2 separate regions of the Gossypium hirsutum genome follow, and region 2 is linked to region 1. The links are chromatin contacts, called in public Hi-C maps. All regions are on one chromosome and are shown on one strand. Each heading gives the region's core, a stretch centred on a gene start, on an enhancer-like site or on the middle of the called end of the contact. The rest is flanking DNA. Distances are from core to core; before and after follow the strand shown.

Region 1 (4,501 bases), core at 1,119-3,618:
AAAATATTTTTTTATTTTAACACAATTGTAATTAAGCACAAAGAAAAAAAAAGAAAAATACTATGTTATTGGAGGGGTGAAAAAGTAATTAAGTACCAAAAGTGCTTTTGGGAGAAGAAAAACTAAAATTTTTAGCTTCTCCTTTTCAGAATTACTTTTGAAAAGCACTTCTGAAAAGCTAAAAATTTCAGCCAAAAACAGCTTGTTCTTCACAGTTTTTCTTTCAAAAGTGCTTATGGAGTCAGAAGTGTTTTTTTTTAAGCATATATATATACACTCATAATGACAACACAAGCATATATATATACACTCCCTACCAAATTTTCCTATTGTTGCCCTAAACCCTACACCTTACACCCTATTGCGGCCTTAGGCGATTCCTTCACTTCAAATGTGCCTAAGTTAGCTTACCTTTCAAAAATTAAGAATTTTTGTAGAAATTCTCCAAGGAACCGAAGCAAAACGGACACAACTGTGAAATAGAAAAAGCTACGAACGAACAAAAAAAGCCACAAAGAAAGAATGCACATAAATTTTTGAGTAAAAGCTCTAAATATATTAACTCGAAAAAAATGAAGTGAATGATGTAATTGCAAATGAAGGGGGAGGACTTTATTTATACTTGAGCTCACCCAAATCCAACGGTACAAATCGATTTACATCAACGACTAAAATTCGTCATTATCTACAAGATGAGAGCCCTAAGGGATTTAAACTCTATACAATTTTATCCCTTTAGGATTTACACTGTTTACCTTGGTAACTCTATTTTTACTGGAGTGCTTCACTGGGCCACCAAAGCTTTAAGTAGATAGGCTTTTGCTATTATATTCTACGAATAGGTTCAGTTTAAATGGGTTGAATGTGCTCCATTATCTGTTAACCTCCATGAGACGTTTTGTGCCCATTAGTGACGAGCTTTGATCCATGGCTTGTGGCATTCTTCCCATCCATTCTTGCTACATGAATGTTAGTATACATCTCCACTATGGCGTATACAATCAATGGCACGTGAATATGCCAGATATTGGGATTGACTAACATTTTGGATGGGATGCATTGTTGAATTCCCGGATCAAAGTATGATGTCCATTCAAACTATAATACGAAATAATAAAGTTCATTATCTACTTAGTATTAATTTGAAATCATTATTTCAATATTATATGATTGAAATTTTTTAAAAAACTAACCTCGACTTTCGATTGTTGATCCAACAATAGACTGATATCTTTGAGCTCCTTCGGTAGTTCCATATAACTTGAGCTATAGTTTCACCTATTCAAATAATATGTTAATTCAAATAAAATGTCAATTTAAAAATATAAGAATGCAAAAAAAAAAAATTATTGTGGTTACTATATTATCAAATGAATTTTACCTTGTTACGAGTGAATAAAATTTACCTTGTTACCGATTTTATTTTATTTTAGTTGTGTAGCCTGACATATCTCTTGGTACGTCGCCAGCATGATTGATCTCCAATTGAGTCGGCTTGTTTCTTTTAAGTCGACGAGTTGTCGCAACCACCTTAAATGTACAAGAGTTCGAGATTTATTGAAGCATTAGAACACCCTCGATTAACCTCAAAATGTATGCTCAGGCATGCTGTTTTCTTTCAAAGGCACTCGAACTATCTCGTACATATATTTGAAACTATCTTGCAACCATTTCAACTCTATCTGGCTACCGTAAAACTTGTCCGGCACCTTGCCTAACAATTGCTCGCAATTTGTGCTCCAACCGGCAACGACCACTGATCACATAACGAGTGGCCTATCCATCAATAAATCGAGATGTAATTGAACATCCTCGAGTGTGATTGTACACTCACCGCACGTAAAATGGAATATGTCTCAGGTCTCCATCTTTCCATCACTGCGTTGATAAGTGTGGGGGTCTATTTTACACCCCTAGCATATGGGACATGCGCAAGAATCCTGCATCTTCCAAGTAGGGTTGACTTGTAGGCGATGCACTTGAAGATAGATTGTCATGTCTCCAAAATCCGATATTCCGCCTGATTAGAAAAAAGTAAATTTTTTTAAAATTTAATAATTCTAATAACTTAATAATGAACTTAAATAAAATTAAAAAAATAGAAATATTTTCTTACCATTTACAATTAGACCATGAAAATATTATTGTCATTCAAACGAATAAGAGTATTTGCCATTGCAAAATTCAATTAAAACGACTAAAAATCGAAATAAAGAATTAAATCAAGATAAATTTGAGAGAGTTTTAATTGAAATTTTAGAATTAAAAAGTTGAGACAATTGAGAGACCGAAAGAAATAGATTTAAATGAAAAAATGAGGAAAATGCTTGGGTTTATATAAAAATAAAACTAATCATTTTTATTGTCATTAAGAAATTCGATGTTTGGGGAAAAAAGCTTCTAACGAAGCTTGTTTTTTGACCTAGTCAGAGTGAAATCGCATCTAAAAGGATCATTTAGTTGTCTGTGTAATAAAGCGGGCCTTGCTAGACGCATTTAGCCACGCATTTTTACATTTTTCGATAAATATCACATAAATCAGCTTGTTTCTTTAATTTTTTTTATTATAAAAAATCAGTTTTTTTTCTAATTTACCCCAAATTTACGACATTGTACTACTGTGTATGGTGTGCTCCACTTTCAGGTGTGTGTAAATGAGGTGGTAAGTTGAGCCATTTTGGGCAGAAACAAAGAAAGCCGAATGCTGCTGGGTTCTTTTGGGATCCAAAGGGTGTTGGTGACACGAGTTTTATTTCTCTATCTTCGGTATTTCTATATTTCATATGTTACACGTCTATTTTTGAATCGGAAATCTAATTTAATTTGTAATTGGAATTAAATCATTTCAAATATGAAATCACCTTCTTCTTCTTTTTTTTTAAATTGTTAATTAAGTTTAATTAACAGTAATTATATACGAAATTGGGCATCTGGAGATTTGTTAAATTTTTTTTTAATAAAGTAGGTAGTAAGGTAAGCGGCGAAGGAAACAGGGGATTGGTCAAAGGGAAAGATCTGAAACAGGGAGCAAAAATGAGGTTAGTAGGACTGACCGGGGGGATTGCTTCAGGGAAGAGTACTGTCTCTTCCATGTTCAAGCACAACCATATTCCCGTCGTCGATGCTGACATCATCGCTCGGGTACGCTCCCTTTTTTTTTTTCAATTTTTTGGGGGCATATCACCTGTTTGATTGAAATTACGAACTGGTACTTTTTTTTTGCAGGATGCCTTGAAGAAGAACTCTGGCGGGTACAAAAAAGTGGTGGCGGCGTTCGGACCGGACATTCTACAAGATGATGACCAAGTTGATCGTTTGAAATTGGGACGAATTGTCTTCTCTGATGCCTCCAAACGTCAACTCCTTAACCGGTTGATTTTTCATTAATTTCATCCTCTACCTTTTTAAATATTTTAAACTCAGCTTCTTGTTTGGAATAGCTTAAAAGCTTTGTTTCTCTACTATTATACTTATCCGGTAGTCTATACTAGTCCTGGAGGTCAGAATTTTATCTCCAAATTGCAAATTTTATTAGCATTTTTAGTGTAAAATTTGGTTTTTCTTTAGTTTGTTTTGTATGCATGATTTTGTCAATGTTGTAGCAAATTGATATTATGTCACCTTGTGGTTCTCAAATCATGGAGGTCAAATTCTAGTACTTTGATGTTTAATTTTCGCCTAGGCTAAATGGCGGAAAATATAAGTGTCCTTTTATCCCTGGAGGTATAATCTAGGGAGGCTTGATTATGGATCATCTGTCATTTAACTTGTCTTGAAACTGCAGATTGTATTGATTCCTTAATTTGGTTAATTTTCTTCTCGTAGGTTATTGGCTCCCTATATATCTTCTGGCATATTTTTAGAAATTTTCAAGCTTTGGATAAAAGGTCATAAGGTGATCGTTCTAGACATTCCGTTGTTGTTTGAGGCCAAGATGGATAAGTGGACAAAACCAATTGTTGTTGTATGGGTTGATCCTGAAACACAACTTCGACGACTTATGGAAAGAGATAATTCGACAGAGGAGGATGCCAGAAACAGGATCAATGCTCAAATGTCTCTAGATTTGAAGAAGAGCCAAGCAGATATTGTGATAGATAACACTGGATCACGTCAGGACTTGCAGGAAAGGTTCAGTGAGGTACTGTCGCAGGTCAAAAGGCCCTTGACATGGACTGAATTCTGGCTTTCAAGGGATGGAGCCTTGTCAGCTTTACTTGGTGTGATAATAGGTGTTCTTGCAGGCAAGAAATTATTTTGGTAATTTATAGGTACTACAATCACCACCAAGGCACCAACTTGTGGTTTCAAACTGGCTATAAATCTAGTCTATTATTGAAGAGGAGGTGATGTTGTTGTAGTTTTAAATGACAGCAAATAAGATGAATTATGCTTACTCCTGCCAATTTTATATTTAAGAATTCACTACTGCACCTTTCACTTAAAGGTTGTAGAATGTTGGTTTTCTTTCGATTGCTAACTGTGATAAACTAAGTTTTTT
Region 2 (4,501 bases), core at 720-3,219, 34 kb before region 1:
ACTCGAATAATTCAATTTGATTAACTCAAAAATTTAAATTTATTTTTTAATTTTTTCAGATCGAATCGAATTTTACTCAGAGTAAAAGTTGGATCTGATGTTGACCGAAGAAGGAAGTAGGGGTTTGAAATTGATAGTGAAACAAAAGCAAGCATGCATCAAGATTCTGCGGAATTTCTGTTGAGATGATGACACAGACAGAGATGAAGGAGGTGTGTTGCCTTTGCCTTTGCCGGGTCTCTAGGCATTTAATCTCCTTGGGATCTTCAATAAATATCCTTTTTTTAACCAAAGTCAACACCCACCTTTATATATTTTCCATTTACTCTTTCTGTCATTTTAAAAATATGAAATAACACTCACTATTTAAAAAAATAGAATTGAGTCTTAATTCGATTGGTATGAGTATTATTATCAATACAAGAGAACGTAAATCCGAACATATTAAAGTATATTATCCTCCTATTTATGAATTAAGAAAAGACTACGAATAATTTTAAATAAGCTCTCGTAAAAAATAAATATTATCAGAATCTATATTTCAAAATTGAAAATATGGGGATTTGAATGAAAACAAAAACAAATTGGTTAAACCAGCTAAGGTTTGATTCAGACATTGAAATGGAACTGGTCGTTTGCCAGTGCACAAGGCAGACAAAGATTCGTGAGTCAAGGAATGCTGGCCCCACCTCTTTTATTATCTCCAATTTCTCTTTTTCTCTTTCAACTTCTCTTCATGTTATCCTCTCCTCTTTTTCTCGCCTATAAAACATTTTAAAATTTAACCTAATTCAATCAAATTGGTGTTTGAGTGTGTTGAAACGCATTATCCTCCTATCTATAGATTGAGAGACGCTATGAATAATTTTAAATATTGTGTCAAAAAAAGCCGACATTAAATTAAGAAAATTAAATGGATATTATATATTATAGTGTAATGGTCTAATCCCAAGAAAATTATAGTATACTAATTGAGACATGGGAATACAAAATTGTACAACTTGTATTCAAGTTTCCTGTGCACTTGAATAAACAAAGATGGTATTGGAAAACACAATTAGACCATCAAGATTTGAACTAATTAAATTTCTTTAATGGATTTAGGTTTTAGAAGTTGTGGTTGGGGTTATCGTTCGATTGGATTAAGTCGAATTGAATGAAAAAATTTTAAGTTAATCGAGTTGTTGAGTCTTATTTTATCATTCTGACTCGATTTAATTTTTTTAATTGAATCGACTGAAATGAAATCAAGTCGAATTGAGTGAAATTGTATGAGTTAAATTAAAAAATTAATTAAAATCTTGTTACACCATATATATTTGAAAAAATTTTCAAAACAAAATAAGAAAGAAAAAAAAATACATTTTAGTATGATAAACTTGAATAATTGATGTGATATTTTAATATCGTGTCATGCAATCACCTAAAAACGACTGTTTTTTATAAAAAAAAAATTAGGTGATGATGTGACAATTTTTGAGTGTTACGTCATTATATGAACCAAAATTGAAAAAAGTTACTAAATTCAAATACTAATGTGCGAGAAATTATTTTATGGATAATTCCCACCACAGTCAATTTCTAATTATTTAATGACATTTCAGCAATTTTTTCCATGTCATTGACACATAATATTGATAATTTTTTTACTTGAATATTAAAATCTCGAACTCTAAACTTGAACTCCAAAACCAAACCCCGAACCCAAACTTAAATTCGGCTTTAAGTTTAGGGTTCGAGATTCAATGTTTAAGGTTCGAGATTCTAAGTTTGGGGTTTAAGATAAAGAAAATACTAAAATTATGTGTCAATAACATAAAAAAATTGTTGAAATACCATAAAATAATTGAAAAATGACCATATATAATGTGATGGGAATCATCCATAAAATAAAATTTCCTAATGTATGCCCTAATTGGATTCGAAGTGCGGAATACATCCTAAGTGACCCAAATACATTTCTCCATTATCAAGAGCCCAAATAACCCTAGTTATCAATCATCCACAAGCCCAAGCTTTTATTGGAGTTCTACAAAGCTTGAAAATGTGCCCCACTAATTAATATGAGGTTAAACTTCAAGGATAGTCCCTGCACTTATTGACTTGTGTAGTTTTAGTCACTCTACTTTTATTTGCTTAAAATTGGTTCTTTTACTTTTTGATTTGCTCATTTCCAGTCCCTCCATTAACTTTTACGGTTAACTATGTTAAAATATTAGGTACAATTACAAATTTAACCCCTCAAGCTTTAAACTTTTTGTCAATTTGATCCTTACTTTTTTTATTTTTGTTTTAATTGTTAAGAAACTTAATATTAATCACCACTAAATTATAAATCATTATTCAATTAATTATGGGTTTATTCGTACGCAATTGCAAAATTAAATTTTTTTAATAATAAACTTTGAAAAAAAATCCCTCTCTTTCAACTCTCCTTTCTTCTTTCATATTCCCTCAACTCTCATGGCTTCTTCTAATAATCGAAACTAACAAACAAAACCTTCACTCTCCTCTTTCTAAAAAATTGAAACCCCAAAAGAAGGAACAAAAGTCTTCATGTCCCCCCCCTTTTTTTTGTATGGTTTCCTTCAATTTTTTAGATATCTCTAAATATTTTATGCAAAATATAAACATGCTCATAAATATTAAAACATGAAAACTTAACTAAAAGATGCATGGAAATTTATCCTCTAGCCATTGATATTTATTTTTTTATGTGTATTGGATCTTCTATAGTCTTAACAACTCAATTAGATTATGTTCGAAAAGTATTTATGAGATTTAATTATATGGAATGTTGTGTATGTTTGATATGAGTTGCTTTAGCAACGTACTGTGATGTTACACCGTCGGATCCGACAATCAAGTTGGGTGTGGGGTGTCACATGTAACTTTAAAAATTTACCAAAAATTTTAGAAATTTAATTAAAATTTGAACCATATATGGTCAAAAATCTTAATGATACTAATTTTTATTAGAACAAATGAAACTTGTGTTTGAATTTTTTTAAAATGAGATAAATTTATTTTAGTGTGTCAAGGTTAAAGTGTTAGTAGTTTCCCATGTTTCAACTTCGAAAAATTGTTATAAATTGTATAAAATGAATTAGAATATGATCCTTATATGTATGAAATGATTATTGAATCTAGTTTATAATGGAATAAATGGTAATGAATTATGAATTATGTATTAAAGATAAACATTTTTAACCGAAGGAAGGTCAAAACCGTCTGGCAGCAAAATAAAAAAGGTAATTATAAAAAGTTTTGGAATTAATTCACTTGTGTGAATATTCTGATTTTTTTTTTATGGTAAAGGTTAGTAAGTATAATTTCTAAAACATTAAATAGATCTTGATCTTGAATTGTGTGCATTTAAAAATAAATATTTTAGTAACTGCTACTCAAGTAGATAATCGTGTTATGCGTATATGTGACATGGAACACTTGAATGTAGCTATGATATGCATATAAATATATGAATCATTTGTATGATTGAGTACCTATATGTTGAAATAATTTTTTAAGTTGGGATATGATTGGTATGCTAATAGGGACTACATGCATTTCTCTTATGCCTTTTAGCCTTGAATTTAGTATGTACACTCTTTATTGCCTTCGAGCTCTACACTCATGTGCACTATTTGATGCCTTCAAGCTTAACATTTACGTGCTCCCTGGTGTGTTTTGGCAAACTAACACTTATTTGCTTTATGGTGTTGTTTTGGAAGGATGAGATATGGTACTTTATGGTCAAGCACTTATATACTCTCTGGTTGTGTCTGGATGGTCTTGTCTATCTACATTTTACTTAAGGTTACTGATGGTTATAAGCTTAATAAGTTAAAAAGGAAGTGCGTAAATGAATAAGTTAAAAAAATGTGACATGACATCATGCTCTGATTCTCTGTGCCATAATGGGTTATTATATGTAAGTAATTGAACAGATGAATGTGTTTTAACAATAAAGGGAAAACTATGGGTCAACTCATAAGTATTTGGGCCATAAGACATTGATGCGAGATCTAAACTTCTAATTTTGTATATCCTTAATAAAGGGAAGGGAAATATAATGGTTAACTACATCTTTTTTTTTTTTTTATGGAAGGTTAACTACATATATATTGAACAAAATGGGTATAAGAGGAATAAAATTCATAATATTATTGACTAATATATAATTAATATGTAATTTGTCACACCTCAAAAATCAGGATAGTAGAATCGAGTTAGTAAATTGGGGGTTAGTGAATCAGGAACCGTAATTAGTCTAGATAATTAAATAATTAGGAATTAATAAAACAAAATATTAAAACAATTAGAATTAAAATTTTAGATTAAGAAGTTAAAATTAAGTGTCCGAGAATTAATTTGGTTAAAAAGGATTTTAAAAACGAGATCGGATTTGAAAATAATTTAGAAAATAAGTTTTAATTGAAAATAAAGAACTATTTGAAAGAGGGAAGAAACTAGAGGTGGTTAGATGGGCAATGACCTAATT

What was found. A called contact is a pair of places that touch in the nucleus more often than the background predicts.
Region 2: a Hi-C map of leaf shows a contact between it and region 1, with 2.7 times the contacts expected there. The contact joins the enhancer-like site here to the promoter of LOC107902388 in region 1. A contact is called at or near these places in 6 of 34 Hi-C or Micro-C datasets (fibers, leaf and seedling).

What each region holds. Positions count from the first base shown.
Region 1 is chrD04:833,737-838,237 of Gossypium_hirsutum_v2.1, reverse strand. It overlaps LOC107902388 (dephospho-CoA kinase), which reads left to right and starts at 2,368. Exons shown (of 4, transcript XM_016828591.2): 1 at 2,368-2,766; 2 at 2,966-3,141; 3 at 3,226-3,371; 4 at 3,826-4,446. The coding sequence starts at 3,034. The coding sequence ends at 4,264.
Region 2 is chrD04:867,224-871,724 of Gossypium_hirsutum_v2.1, reverse strand. No RefSeq gene overlaps it. Among protein-coding and RNA genes, the nearest start is that of LOC107902442, 7.0 kb to the left of the region's middle. Within about 2 kb of position 1,969, at least 2 of the 9 cell types and tissues checked have an H3K27ac peak or open chromatin away from gene starts, as enhancers often do. A contact at or near this core is called in leaf, where this site is marked.